2 separate regions of the Rattus norvegicus genome follow, and region 2 is linked to region 1. Evidence: chromatin contacts called from public Hi-C data. All regions are on one chromosome and are shown on one strand. Each heading gives the region's core, a stretch centred on a gene start, on an enhancer-like site or on the middle of the called end of the contact. The rest is flanking DNA. Distances are from core to core; before and after follow the strand shown. Region 1 overlaps Gli2 (GLI family zinc finger 2). Region 2 holds the start of Gli2 (GLI family zinc finger 2).

The links. Hi-C and Micro-C count contacts between places; a contact is called where the count stands out from the background.
Region 2: a contact with region 1 is called in a Hi-C map of frontal cortex, with 2.2 times the contacts expected there. The contact joins the promoter of Gli2 here to the enhancer-like site in region 1. A contact is called at or near these places in 4 of 12 Hi-C or Micro-C datasets (the Rat2 cell line, frontal cortex, mammary epithelial cells and 1 more).

The regions. Positions count from the first base shown.
Region 1 is chr13:32,576,754-32,582,767 of GRCr8, forward strand. All of the region lies in intron 2 of Gli2 (GLI family zinc finger 2), which reads right to left. Among named protein-coding and RNA genes, the nearest start is that of Gli2, 140 kb to the right of the region's middle. Within about 2 kb of position 3,233, at least 33 of the 93 cell types and tissues checked have an H3K27ac peak or open chromatin away from gene starts, as enhancers often do.
Region 2 is chr13:32,712,782-32,718,795 of GRCr8, forward strand. It overlaps Gli2 (GLI family zinc finger 2), which reads right to left and starts at 3,637. Exons shown (of 14, transcript NM_001107169.2): 1 at 3,324-3,637.

The DNA.
Region 1 (6,014 bases), core at 1,983-4,482:
GAAGGGAGCACTCGCTCTGGGGGTGGGGCTCCCACAAAGGACTCTTGTCCACTGGTAAATTCATTTAAATTCTCCTGCAGACCCACACCTGGGTTGGATGCCAGCTTGAGGAAACAGCAGCATTTGTTCTAGCTGGGCAGACCTCATTTCTAAGGCATTTTCCATCTGTTACCTGATGTGACCCTCTGGTGCTTCAGGGAGAAGCAAGATGGGAGCTGTCCTTCTCAATGGCCCGAGGAAGGAAGGCAACACCATGCTGGGGTGGCGGGTGTGGGGACTTTCTTAAGAGCTGCCACGCTCCCACATGGTTCTCTACAGGCTGTACTTATAGGTCCGAGGCCTGCATACATAGATGGGGCAGGGTGAAGGTCCTTCAGGACAAGTCAGGCACAGGCTAGGGGCTGCCCAATCCAGACCACAGGGGCCTTCAGGCTCGTCTCTTAGGTGACTCTACATCCTGTCAAGTCGAAAGTCAGTAACTAACCACCAGTCAGGAGGTCTTTACGGAGGATCCCATGAGAACAGGCAGGGAAAGGGTTCACTCCACGTCCACTGGTATAAAGGATCAAGAGGGGAAGCAGGGATTTTGTCCATGACTTTGCTTGAAGCAAGAGATGTCACCCCATTTCTGGCATCCCACTTGAGTCCCCTCCTGAACACAGATACAGAACCCCCAACATGGGTCTGAGGTGTGACATTTTCATTAGGACTGACCGAAGGCAGTCTGGAAGGGACAAGAGGGGACAAGAATACACAGGAGGAACCAGAGAGGGTTGCTGAGAGTTACAGGCTACAGTCTGACAACCCAGGGGCACGAGGGCTCCAAGAAGCCCTTCTCTGTGACGCATCTGTTACAGAAAGCACAGGATAAAACTAAGCCGAGCTAAGGAGACAATTCAGTCGGGAAAGCATTTGCCAAGCAATCATGAAGACCTGAGCCTGAGCCCCTAGAACCAGTGTCTAAATGTGGAGCAAGGTGTCCCATGCTTAGAATTCCAACTCTAGGGAGGCAGAGACAGAAGGATCCCTGGGACCCCAAAACCCGGCGGCCATCTAATTGGTGGGCTTAGGTCAATAAGAGACCCTGTCTGGAAAGAGGTGGGAGGACCCAATTTACCCTTCGGCCTCCTCACACGTGCACACACACATGCACTCACCCCTGCATGGACACTCAGAGACATGCATAAACAGTAGGAGAAACAGCAAATATGTTTTTGCTGAGATCTGAGAGACTGGCAAACGTCTGGAGAAACAGACCACATCCCCACATCAAAACTTGGCAGTGCGGCTGGAGCCATAGCTCAGCAGGTAAGAGCTATTGCTGCTCTTCCAGAGGACCAGAGTTCAGATCCCAGCACCCACATCAGGTAGCTCACTGCCAGTCACATGGGGTTCTAGCCTGCGGGGAGGCAGGTCTAATGCCCTCTTCTGACCTCCAGGGACACTGGCACATATGTGGTACGTGTACACACACACACACACACACACACACACACACACACACACACACCTGAAAATAAAATGTTAAAAAGTAGTAACACAGTAAGTAGTAAGTGGGATTGTCAGGCCAGTGAACAACATGAATCCCAAATGCCCCTAAACTCAGCTGGAGCCACCTCAAAACCCTGGCAATTCCCAAACAGTCAGTCCCCACAACAGGCCCCTCCCGGACACTGATTAATATGCAGCGGGCTGGGAGGAAAAGCCTCCATTCTGCCAGTGGGAAGGGGGAGGAGGTCAGGTGGCTCCTCCCTGAATCAGGAGGCTGTCACCACACACAGTCCTCCTCACTCCGGCTTGGTCAGTACTGGGGCTTAGGCAGAAGAAACAGCTTTACCCAGCATTCCCCGGGGCCAGATCCGCAAGAGGTGCAGTCTGAGGGAGACCACCAATCAGCTGCCCCGCAGGAATGGAGCTAGGCCTGTCCATCCTCTCAGGGGTCCGCTTCTGAAAGTTTCTTCATCCTTCTTTTCTTTCCCTTTGGTAATTCCTTCTCAGACACTGCCCTGAATGCGGACTCACTTGTTCTTGTCTGGCTTAGACCAACTCCTGTCACTTTCTTTTTCAGGCTACGCAAGACTTACAATTCCCAGCTTTCTATGGGGGAGCTGAGCCAGAAGTAACCTCCTCGTAATGCTCTGAATAGAACCAGTTCTCAGAAGAACCTCCAAGGGGGCTCAGCTGCCAGGCTGCGGGCGCCCAGCAGGAGTCTCCATTGTCAGGGAGGCACACACTGGCGGGGAGGGGGGGGGAGGGGGTCCTGGGGCCACCCACTTTTGAAAATGAACCCTCTCTTTGGGGGTTGGGTTTGAATGCTTACCTAGGGCCCTCCCTTCTCTATCCGACGCTAAGAATAAAAAACACCAGGCTTAGGTAGTCAGTAAAGTTAGGGAGGGATAGAGCTCCAAACCCAGAAGAAGAAGAAGAAAAAAAGCAAGGGCAGGCAGGTCCCCTGGGAGTGTGCGTGCACACACATGTGTGTAGGCATATGTTTGAGACACACACACAAACACACACACACACCACCACCAGCAGCAGCAGCAGCAGCAGCAGCAGCAGCAGCAGCAGCAGTAAAAGTGAGATCCAGTGGGCTGGCAAGATGGCTCAGCCCATAAAGGCTTCCTGCACAAGCTTCCTGATCCAGCGACCGACCAGAGAGTTTAATCCCTGGGATGCATGTAAAGGTAGAAGGAGAGTTGTCTTCTGACCTCTCTATGTACATCGAGGCACACGCGTACCCCTCACGTCATGGATGCACACATAATAATAATAATAAACACAACATTTAAAAACTAGAAGAAACAGAAGCCCTGACGATCCTCGGTTACCTAACCACCCTTTCAAACCACTTGAGGACGTGCCGAGCAGTCAATCATGGAGTACCGGTGTGCACCTCTAAGCAGACCACAGTCCCCGTGTCTCAGGGAAGTGATTTTGTAGAAGAACACTCCATGTCCCTCCAGATTCCAAACCCACTGATTCAAAGCTGCAGGAGGTCTACTCATTCTGTCCCCAGTATGACCTCAATATAGGGACACGAGTAAGAGTGGGATGTTTTGGAGACAGTGGGACACCTGAAGGACATTGGGGACAAGCTGTCAGGGGTGGTAAGTAAGGGACGTCAGCTGACATCTGTTACCTATGGGGAATGGAGCTGACCCACTGGAGGTTGCACAGAGCTGGGGCAGAACACGCCTGTTGGGCCACACAATGTGCCAGACGCCCTGACAGCAGGCCAGAAGGGGGTGAAAATAGCTCGGGTGACAGACAAGCACACAGCAGGCTCCACAGCAACCGCGTAGCAGGAAGTGCAGAGCGGGGATTATAGCCCCATGTTCCCCAGGGCACACAGAGGCTGGGCCCTGTCCTCCAGCTTCTGTGTCTAGCAGGGACACTAACTGTGTGACCTTACGGTTCCTCACTCACCCCAGACCTGACAGCCCAATCCCTCCATTCACACATCCCTTTCCTGAGACAACCACACTCTGTGGAACCAGAGGACCTTCGGGAGGTCATAAACAAAGAGGGGGACAACTTGGGGACTTGAGCAGACACCAAATCTCTCTTCCCTTCTTCAGGCGGAGATGGAGTTCCAGCTCAGACCACCCAGCCCAGTTCCGGTTAATCTGCCTCCCCAGGAACACCTTCTCTGCTCAATACCAGTGTGCAAATCCACAGGCAAGCCAAGCAGCACTTCTTCCAGGAAGGCTCCCTAGCTTTCCCCCCAAGCCCCTCCCACCTTGGCCTCACCTCAGCACTCACAGTTGGGTGACAGTCACCTGTAACCTATCATGGCACCTGACTAGGCAGTATTTATGTTCACACTCTACCCCCACTGGCTGATGCCCAATCTCTACTTCTTCATCTGTGTGGGCCTCGTGCCTAAGAAACTGGGCTGAAAGAGAATGAATAATCAGATACAATACTGGGAACTGTTCAGAAAAAAAATCCCCAAGAAGCGAGTTGGAGTGGCTCAGACAGGCAGAAGATGCTTGTCCTAGCTCTTCCCCACCACCTGGCTCCAGCTCCATGAAGCTGATCTGTGTGTGTGTGTGTGTGTGTGTGTGTGTGTGTGTGTGTGTGTGTGTGTGTGTGTGTGCGCGCGCACATGCGTGTGTGCACTCTCATTTCTAAGACCCTATAGACTGTCACACTAGGGTAAGGACAGATGTCTAGGGGATGGGGTGGGGGAGGGGAGAGGGAGAGAGGGGGAGAGGAGGAGAGGAGGAGATGGGGAGAGGACAAGAGAGAGGAGAGAGGGAGAGAGGAGAGAGGAGAAGGGAGAAAGGGGGAAAGAGGGAAGAGCGGAGAGAGGGGAGAAAGGGGGAGAGGGAAGGAGAGAGAGGGGAGAGATCTCACCATTTTTCACCATCCCAAAGGCAAATTGGCTGGGTCCCCCTACCCCCACCCCCCAACACCAGGCTTCATGCGAAACATACGGCTTCAGCCCGCATGCCTATAGCTGCTGCTCACCCCTTCCCTGGGCCACATGCACAGGATCTTTTGTGTGTGCAGAAGAAAACAAGCCATTCAGTTAAGAAGGTAAATGCATAAAGGCACTAGGGTCTGCCATTCAAAAGGGAGAGGATTCAGAATTACTGGACTAGGATCTTTGGGCTCAGCTACCACTGTCCCATCGAATGGAATCAACAGGTGTCCCAAATGTCCCAGAAAAACACCTCCAATAAAACCAAAAACATCTCCCATCCTGCCGGAGCAGACAGCCACAAGACCAAGCTGCAGGGCACTTTGGCAGTAGAAACTGTTTCTCAGGAGCAAGCTGCCCTTCCCTGTGAAAGCCCTCAGCCCACTGCCTGCTCCCAATGGGGCTTCTCTCCAGCTGCCAGCCAGCCAGGGAGAAGGCAGCCTATAGGGCAAGGGCTTAAGAGGGCCCACGCAGGGCTGCGGCAGGAAGGGCCACTCCAAATCACTTTGGCAAACTCAAGAGGCCACCACGGCTGGTAAAACAAACAAGAGGCTCCAGGCATCCTCGGAGCGAGCTGTGTGCTGTGCCCTAGAATGACGCTCGCTTGCCATGAAAAAGGCTCATGAGAGCTGCCCCGAGCTGCTTAAGTGTTCCTCATATTGATCTAGCACCGTGTAAGGCTACTGGCATCTCAAGGACCTGGGCAAACACTGGGCAGCACTTCTCCACTGCACCGAGCAGACCCTCCACAGCTTCCCAAGGAGGAGACCCCCGACCCCAGCAATCCATCAAGTGGATGCAAATCTGTCCAGGACAAAAACCAGGCAAACAGCACCCCTCTCCACATAACAGCCCTCGCAGGAGAAGGGCGCGTGCGGCACTGTTGTGTACACATCTCGCTAAGTACCCCAACTTCTGATTAGCCTCATCGTGATTTGTGTGCACACTCGCCCTCTTTTGAAAGGCTCCCAAGTGCTCAGAACAAGTTGACTCAAGGCTAACCTCAAACAGTGGCTTTCCTGGGCTCGGTCTCTTAGAAATAACACAGGCCTGGGCCCTGGGAAAAGAAGTGCTGAGGGATGGGGGTTCTAGGGGGTAGGGCTCAGTTAGTGAAAATACTTGCTGTGCAAGACCAGGGACCTGAATTAAGATCCCCCAGAACCCACACTACAACAACAAAAACAAAACCAGGCACAGAGGCACTTGCTGTAGTCCCAGTGCTAGAGATCCCATGACCAGGATCGGGGAGTTCCAGGCTCAATGAGAGACATTATTTGATCCTAGCACTTGGGAGGCAGAGGCACAGGGAATCCAGGTAGAGTAGGATTGAGGGAGGCTCCCATATTGACTTACACATGCGTGCATAAACACACATGTCCAAACCTTTGCACAGGTGTGAACACACACACACACACACACACACACACACACACACACACACACACACAGTGCTACACTGGGGAGTATCTATCCAGGGTCAGGAGGGGGAGCTAAGAGAGCAACCATGAGCTGTATCTTTTGCAGGCTAAGGCCAAATGCGTGTGGCGAGAGCCCTCTGTATCCTGTCATGTCTGTGACATCCCAGGTG
Region 2 (6,014 bases), core at 2,387-4,886, 140 kb after region 1:
CCCCTCCTGATGTTCTAGAATCTGAGAACAGAGTCTTTAGTTGGCCTTCGTGTGTCCACGCCTCTGATGCTTAGTGAATGGAAGAAAGGAGGGAGCTGCTTCCCTGGGGTTCCCTTTCAAAGGGCGCCCCCAGGCCCAGCAGCTGCAGCTGCCCACAGTGAGGTCCACCTGGCCTTGTGGCCCCTGATGTGCCAGTTAACAGGCACTGTACAGGTAGACCTCCCACCGGAGACCCCCAGCTGAAGACACTGGGCAAGCAGCCCCACCCTGTTCCCTGCGGTTTGAGCAGCAAAGGCCAGCTGCACCCACAAGGTTTTAGGACTCTGTTTTTGAGCTTTAACAAGCCAGCTGGGTGTGAGGGGTCACAGCCGCATTCACAGTGCATACAACAACCTCATGGTCTCATTTAAAGGGAACTGCTAGTGTCTGGGCACTGAAGCTTTCGGGGGGGGGGGGGAATGCTGAGGGAAGAAGAGTACTTAGTATAGGCAAATATCCAATGTTGTCTGCCTGCTTGCAGACTGTCCCGGATTCACTAATCCAGCCCCAGGGGCTGCACTGTGTACAGGGCTCTTGTAGAAGTACAAAAAAAGAGTGAAGTATTTGTGTATTTTTCAGGCTGCAGTGCAAACAAGCCAGCTGCAGGACACAGGCCCTGAGACCCCCACAGCAACCAGGAAATGAGCTTGTGTCCAATAACCACACACACACACACACACACACACACACACACACACACACACACACGCCCCTCTTACTATTAAGCAACTCAAAAGCACATCTTCTCTCCCCATGGCTCAGTGCTCAATGCTCTCCCAAGCCTGCAAGGCCAGAGGAACATCTTGAGAAAGTGAAGCTCCTGGCTAACTCCGGACACACTTCAAGGTGGTCCTCCTTCCAGGCCCGACTTGAATTTGGGAGCAGACCTCAGTCAGTCTGAATTCGGTGCATATTCCCACACCATGTCAGCTCAGTTCCCACCCAAGCACAGATGTAGATTTATCAATCCCAGTCCCAATTAGTTCATGGATGAGCCCAGCCCTGGGTAGGAAAAAGATGTTTGCTTTCCCAGACACGGGAGGCGAAGCAAGAGCCGATCTCCTACAGGACTCGCTATTACAAAGAACCTTCTCCTGTGTTACTCTAAGCCCCGCTAGGATCAGGAAAGGTCTCATGGCATTTGGGGGGCGGGCATCCTAAATCTTCCTACATGTAATTAATATTAAAATTCATCAGATGAGCTCTCTGTAGAGCAGGCAACACCTGAGTAGAAACTGTATCCAGAAGAGGCCATTTCTAAATCCTGGAACCCTCTAGAGAGAAGCAGCAAGTTAGAGAAAAGGGAAAACAAGATGTAGAGATGCTAGAAGTGAAACCTTCAGCAGGAGGGGCCTGCTTGGTTTAGACTGGGCGTTCTGGGATTAGGGCCCCAGGATAGAACAGAAGCTGGAAGAAGGCAAAAGCCTCAAAACTCAAAGCAAGCTAGCATCCAGAATGTTTCCTCCTAGTTAGGGAGACCAATCCAGGTAGGAACACAGTGTATTCCCTCCTCCATTCCAGACCGACTGAGCTCTTGAAGGGGCCAGACCCCAAGACACACGGAAGCCTACTCAAAAAGGGAAACCGCAGCCAAGGTGAGGAAATGGGCGGGGAGGGGGGTCGAAGGAGAGGTGGCTAGAACAAACAGATAACATCAGGGAGACTTGTGACAAGCCCGCCTATTCCGCCCGCTACCCCCCCCCCCGTGCTGTATATTTTGGATTTCACAGTTTATTTACTTTTCTTTTCTGGCACCGAGCCCCCGGAGCATGCCAATACAATATTTGTTTAAACACTATTTTATGCCGCTTGCGAGGGAAACGTTTACTTTCAAATTCTCCAACATCCCCCAGAGCCTCGTCTGCAAACAGCATATGAGCGTTTTACAACTGTTCCCTTTATCTGAAGCTGTGGGGATTAAACCTTCACACGCCCAGTGAGGGCGGAGGGGCAAGGGGCCCAGGACATCGGGCCACCGAACAGCAAGATGAAGGATGCCCCAACCGGGGAAGAGAGAGGTACAGAACCCATCCCCTCCCAGCCTCTGAGGGATGAAACTACTGAGAGAAGTCTCTTGAACCCCTGCTCCAACTGGGATCAGCTCTGGGAACCACAGGACAGTTACACAAAAGAGAGAGCCTAGAAGGAGAGGCGCTCTGGGGGATCCCCACAAACTCATTGCGTCTTTGTGGCCAGGTCACTCGAGGTGAAGCGCAAGGGCTCCATCCTTAGCGTCCTCAAGCTCTAAAAGTCAGGTTTCCAAGGAAATGAGAGCAATTGCTGCGGGACTGAAAAGAAGCCCAGTGGGTGGACTTCCAGCTCCCGACGCGGCGGGAGTCCTCTCGAACTCACTCAAGCACACGGTCCCTCCCCCCACCCCCCAATCCCGGAGGAAAAAAAAAAACGTTCCCCTCTCTCTAAACCCTTAATAGGATTGGCGCCCAACTCTGTCCGCGCCGCTCCTCATCCATCACACACAGATCAAGTTGCAGTAGTGGATTTTTCAAATTCCTCAGCAAATATACTTGTTGAGAGATTGCTTGGGGGGTGTTAAGTGGGGGCTAGAATGAAAGCGAGGAGTAGGGGGAACCGATCCCTCGGCGAAGGATTACACGTGGATCCATTCGAGAAGTCAAGGGGATCTGGAGACCTAGGGTAAGAGAGAAAGGTAAGGAAACCAGAACCGAGGTCCAGAGACTGGTGGAGGGGGGAAGGGGCAACAGGGTTCAACGAGGGGGAAAGAAGGAGAGAGGAAGAAAGAAAAGACTGGGCTCAGGGACGCGGACTCACAGCGCGGAGAAGTGGAGTTGCAAGTTTCCAAGTGGCCGGCGGCAGCTGCAGCACACCGCACGGGCGCGCTCCCAACTGCCCATCTAAGGGAGCTTCGGCGCACCCCAGACCCCACGTCGCCCCCAAACAGTTCAGGCTCCGAGCGGTGCCACCGGTCAAAGACCGGCCTACCCGAGCAACCCAAGAAGAAGCACTATCCCTCAAGTGGAGGGCAGCGGTAATAAAATCGACCCCAGACACGAGTTCTGATCCCCAAGATCCTCCTTAAGTCTTGCCGCTGCTGGACCAGAGCAATAATCAGAGTTGCCCTCTCTGACCGACCCCCTAAAATCAGTGTCACGATCTCGATTCCGGCAACACTCCGAAAACCTCACAGCATCTCAGCCGAAGCTGGCCAGGCTAGGAAGTGCTTCGCCACCAAGAGTAAGGGGGGGGGGGAAGAAAGGAAGAAAAGAAAAGAAAAAAAGGGGGTGGGGAAGCCAATGCAACTTTACCGAGGAGACAAAAGTTTGCCTCTAGCACGCAGGTGGCCTCTCGGGCGCCGGGCAGTGGTTGTAGGGCCCCATCCCAACTTGGCTGGAGTGGGGCTGCCGAGTGCCGGGTCTCGGGCCGCCGGGGCTGGGCTGGCCAGGCAGAAGAGGGGACCAAGGCGGGCGGGGGACCCGGCAGTCCCAAAGGACACCAGGCCAGCAGCTCCCGGAGGCTGCGAAGCTACGCACGGCCCGCGCTCCTTCCTCTGGCTCCTCCTCGCCTTCCTCCGCGTCCTCTGTAGCCGCCGCCGCCTCCCGCTCCTCCTCGAAGTCTCATTGATGAGAGGAGTTTGAAAAAAAGTCCGCGGAGCCGTGCTGCCTCGGCTGGCGAACGCCGGCACTCCTGCAATCCATCAGCGTCTCCGGGATGGCGCAGCGCCCCCGCGCGCCGAGCACGGGCACACCCGGATAGTCGCGTCCTTAGCCTGTCCGCCCCCGCCGCGTGCACCCCGCCTCTGAGGATGGGGGCGGGGGGAACACCACCCTGGATGGGGCTAGCGAGAGGGCGAACACAGATTCCCCTCCACTAGAGCTCCAGCAAGGAAAGCACCCCTCCTGGAAAGTTCGAGTTGGGGACCAGAGAACCCTGGGAGTTAGGGACTGGGGGCGAGGATAACGACCCAGACGCCACTCTGGAGGAGAGGAGCTGGAAATATCGCAGATTCTTCCAACCTAGCTCGGAGGAAATAAAGCACTCCTACTGGAAAGTTCCAGCTACGGGAGCACACGCCAGTCTCAAACACTTTTTCTAAGGCGCCGGGGTGGGGGGGTTGCTAACTCAAGTCAGATGAGCTCTGGAGCTCGGGAGCTGCGACTGCTGGTTTCAATATCTGAACTCCCCTTTTCCTCTCAGCCCCCTCAGCCCTCCGCCGGTTGTTCCCAAAACTCCCTGACCCTCCAGCGCCGTAGCAGGAAGAAGACACACGTGGGATGGGAAGCAAGACTGGATTCACGCGGGCCCTCCTCGCCCGTGCAGCTAGTGCAGGTGCCCGGGCGGGGGGGGGGGGGGAACCCAGACGCCCCTTGCCAAGGCTCGCTCTTGCCGCCATCTGAGAGCACGCTGGCGACAAATGACGCCAGCCTTAGGCTTACTGCATATGTTTTGTAGTGAGGGGGTTTTGTTTTATTTTTTTTTTTTTCGGAGACTCCACTGAAGCTGCTTCAGCCAGATGGAAGTAATCAGAACTCAACAGAGGGAGAAGGAAGAATTAGGCTCACTGAAGTTGCAGGCCAAAGTGTAGATGAAGCTGTGCATGAACGCGTTTGCCTAAGTAGCCCTGGTTCTTCCACACAGTCCAGAACCGTGCCCTCCCAAGCCATGGGACTCCACTTCCTCTTGGGCTCTGCTCCTAGAAAGCTGACCATGGGACTTCTTTATATTTCTGCCTGACGTTTGTGGAAACCCTGTGTTCTAGTTACTTTGTATTATTTAACTTGTCACAGGGTCTTCTCCTTCTTTTAAAGGTGGGATGGATGGCTGATGGTTGATGAAGCTGTAAAACTTGACCACGGTAATCTAAGGTTGGTACAGTTAAGTAGGTGTGTGAGGATGTTGGTAGCATCTCTTTCCAGCCCCTCCTGTCTAAAATGCAAGAGAACCGAGACTCCAGACCAATCCTACCCTGCCGAGGACATGGGTCCTTCTCAGCCCATTTTACTCACTGAATCAATCCCTCTTGATGGACGGCAATTATCCTATGGGCTCTTCCCTAACTCTTATTTGTTTCTGTAAGTCAGTATCTCCGTACTTTTTGAAATAGAACCCAAGGCCATCCTCCGAGGTCCACCTCTGAGCCCCTAAGTTTTACATTTAAATTTTTTTCCATGTATTTATTCTATGGGGCAGGGTGTGAGGTCACAGTCCTTTGGCAACAGTCAGAGGGTAGGGCAGAAGGGGGCTGTTTCCCTCCTTCCATCTTGTAACTGCTGAGAATCCAACCCAGGCCCACACAAGCACTGTATTGACCTAGTCACCTTATTGGCCTTGACTTTCACTTTCTAACAGATGGGGAAGTGTTGTGTCCCCGTTCTTCATTTCCTTCCTTCCTTCTCTTTCCCTCAAATGAAAGAAGCAACTATTTTTTTTTCTTTATCTGAGGGAGGGGGAGGCATAAAATACTACAACGATTTGATGCCAACTTTGTTTTCCTCAAAGTAGGCCTCGCAGATTGGAAGCCAAGGAGTGGGGAAGTGGCAGTGTGCTCAAATGTAAAACTTTCTGGAGGGGTATGACGATTCGTAGTGTGCTGTGACAAAACTTTTCCTGGGGAGCCACAGTGCGTGTTTACCTCTCCACACCCCAGCCCCGAGATAGGAACCCACAACAGTTCAAAGTATGGACACCACCAAAGTCTGACTTGGTGAACCAATGAGGTTTTTGCTTGCAGGGTATGGGCAAGGAGCTACTCATAGGAGCGGGAATCACTCAAAGACAGCTGCGTCACCGAAGCCCACCCCAGCATGGTGACAGCTCAGAAAGCTGGGAACCCATGCACAGCCTCCAGACAGCTCAATAGGCCGGAGTGTCCTTTGCAGATGTCTGGTTGGGCTAAACCTCTTCCCGACGGCCAGGCTGGTCTCTGCTTCTCTCAGGCAGCTGGTCTGGTCTTAGAGACTCCTCTGCAGCTCTGTTTCTTCACTTGAGGGAGACTCTCA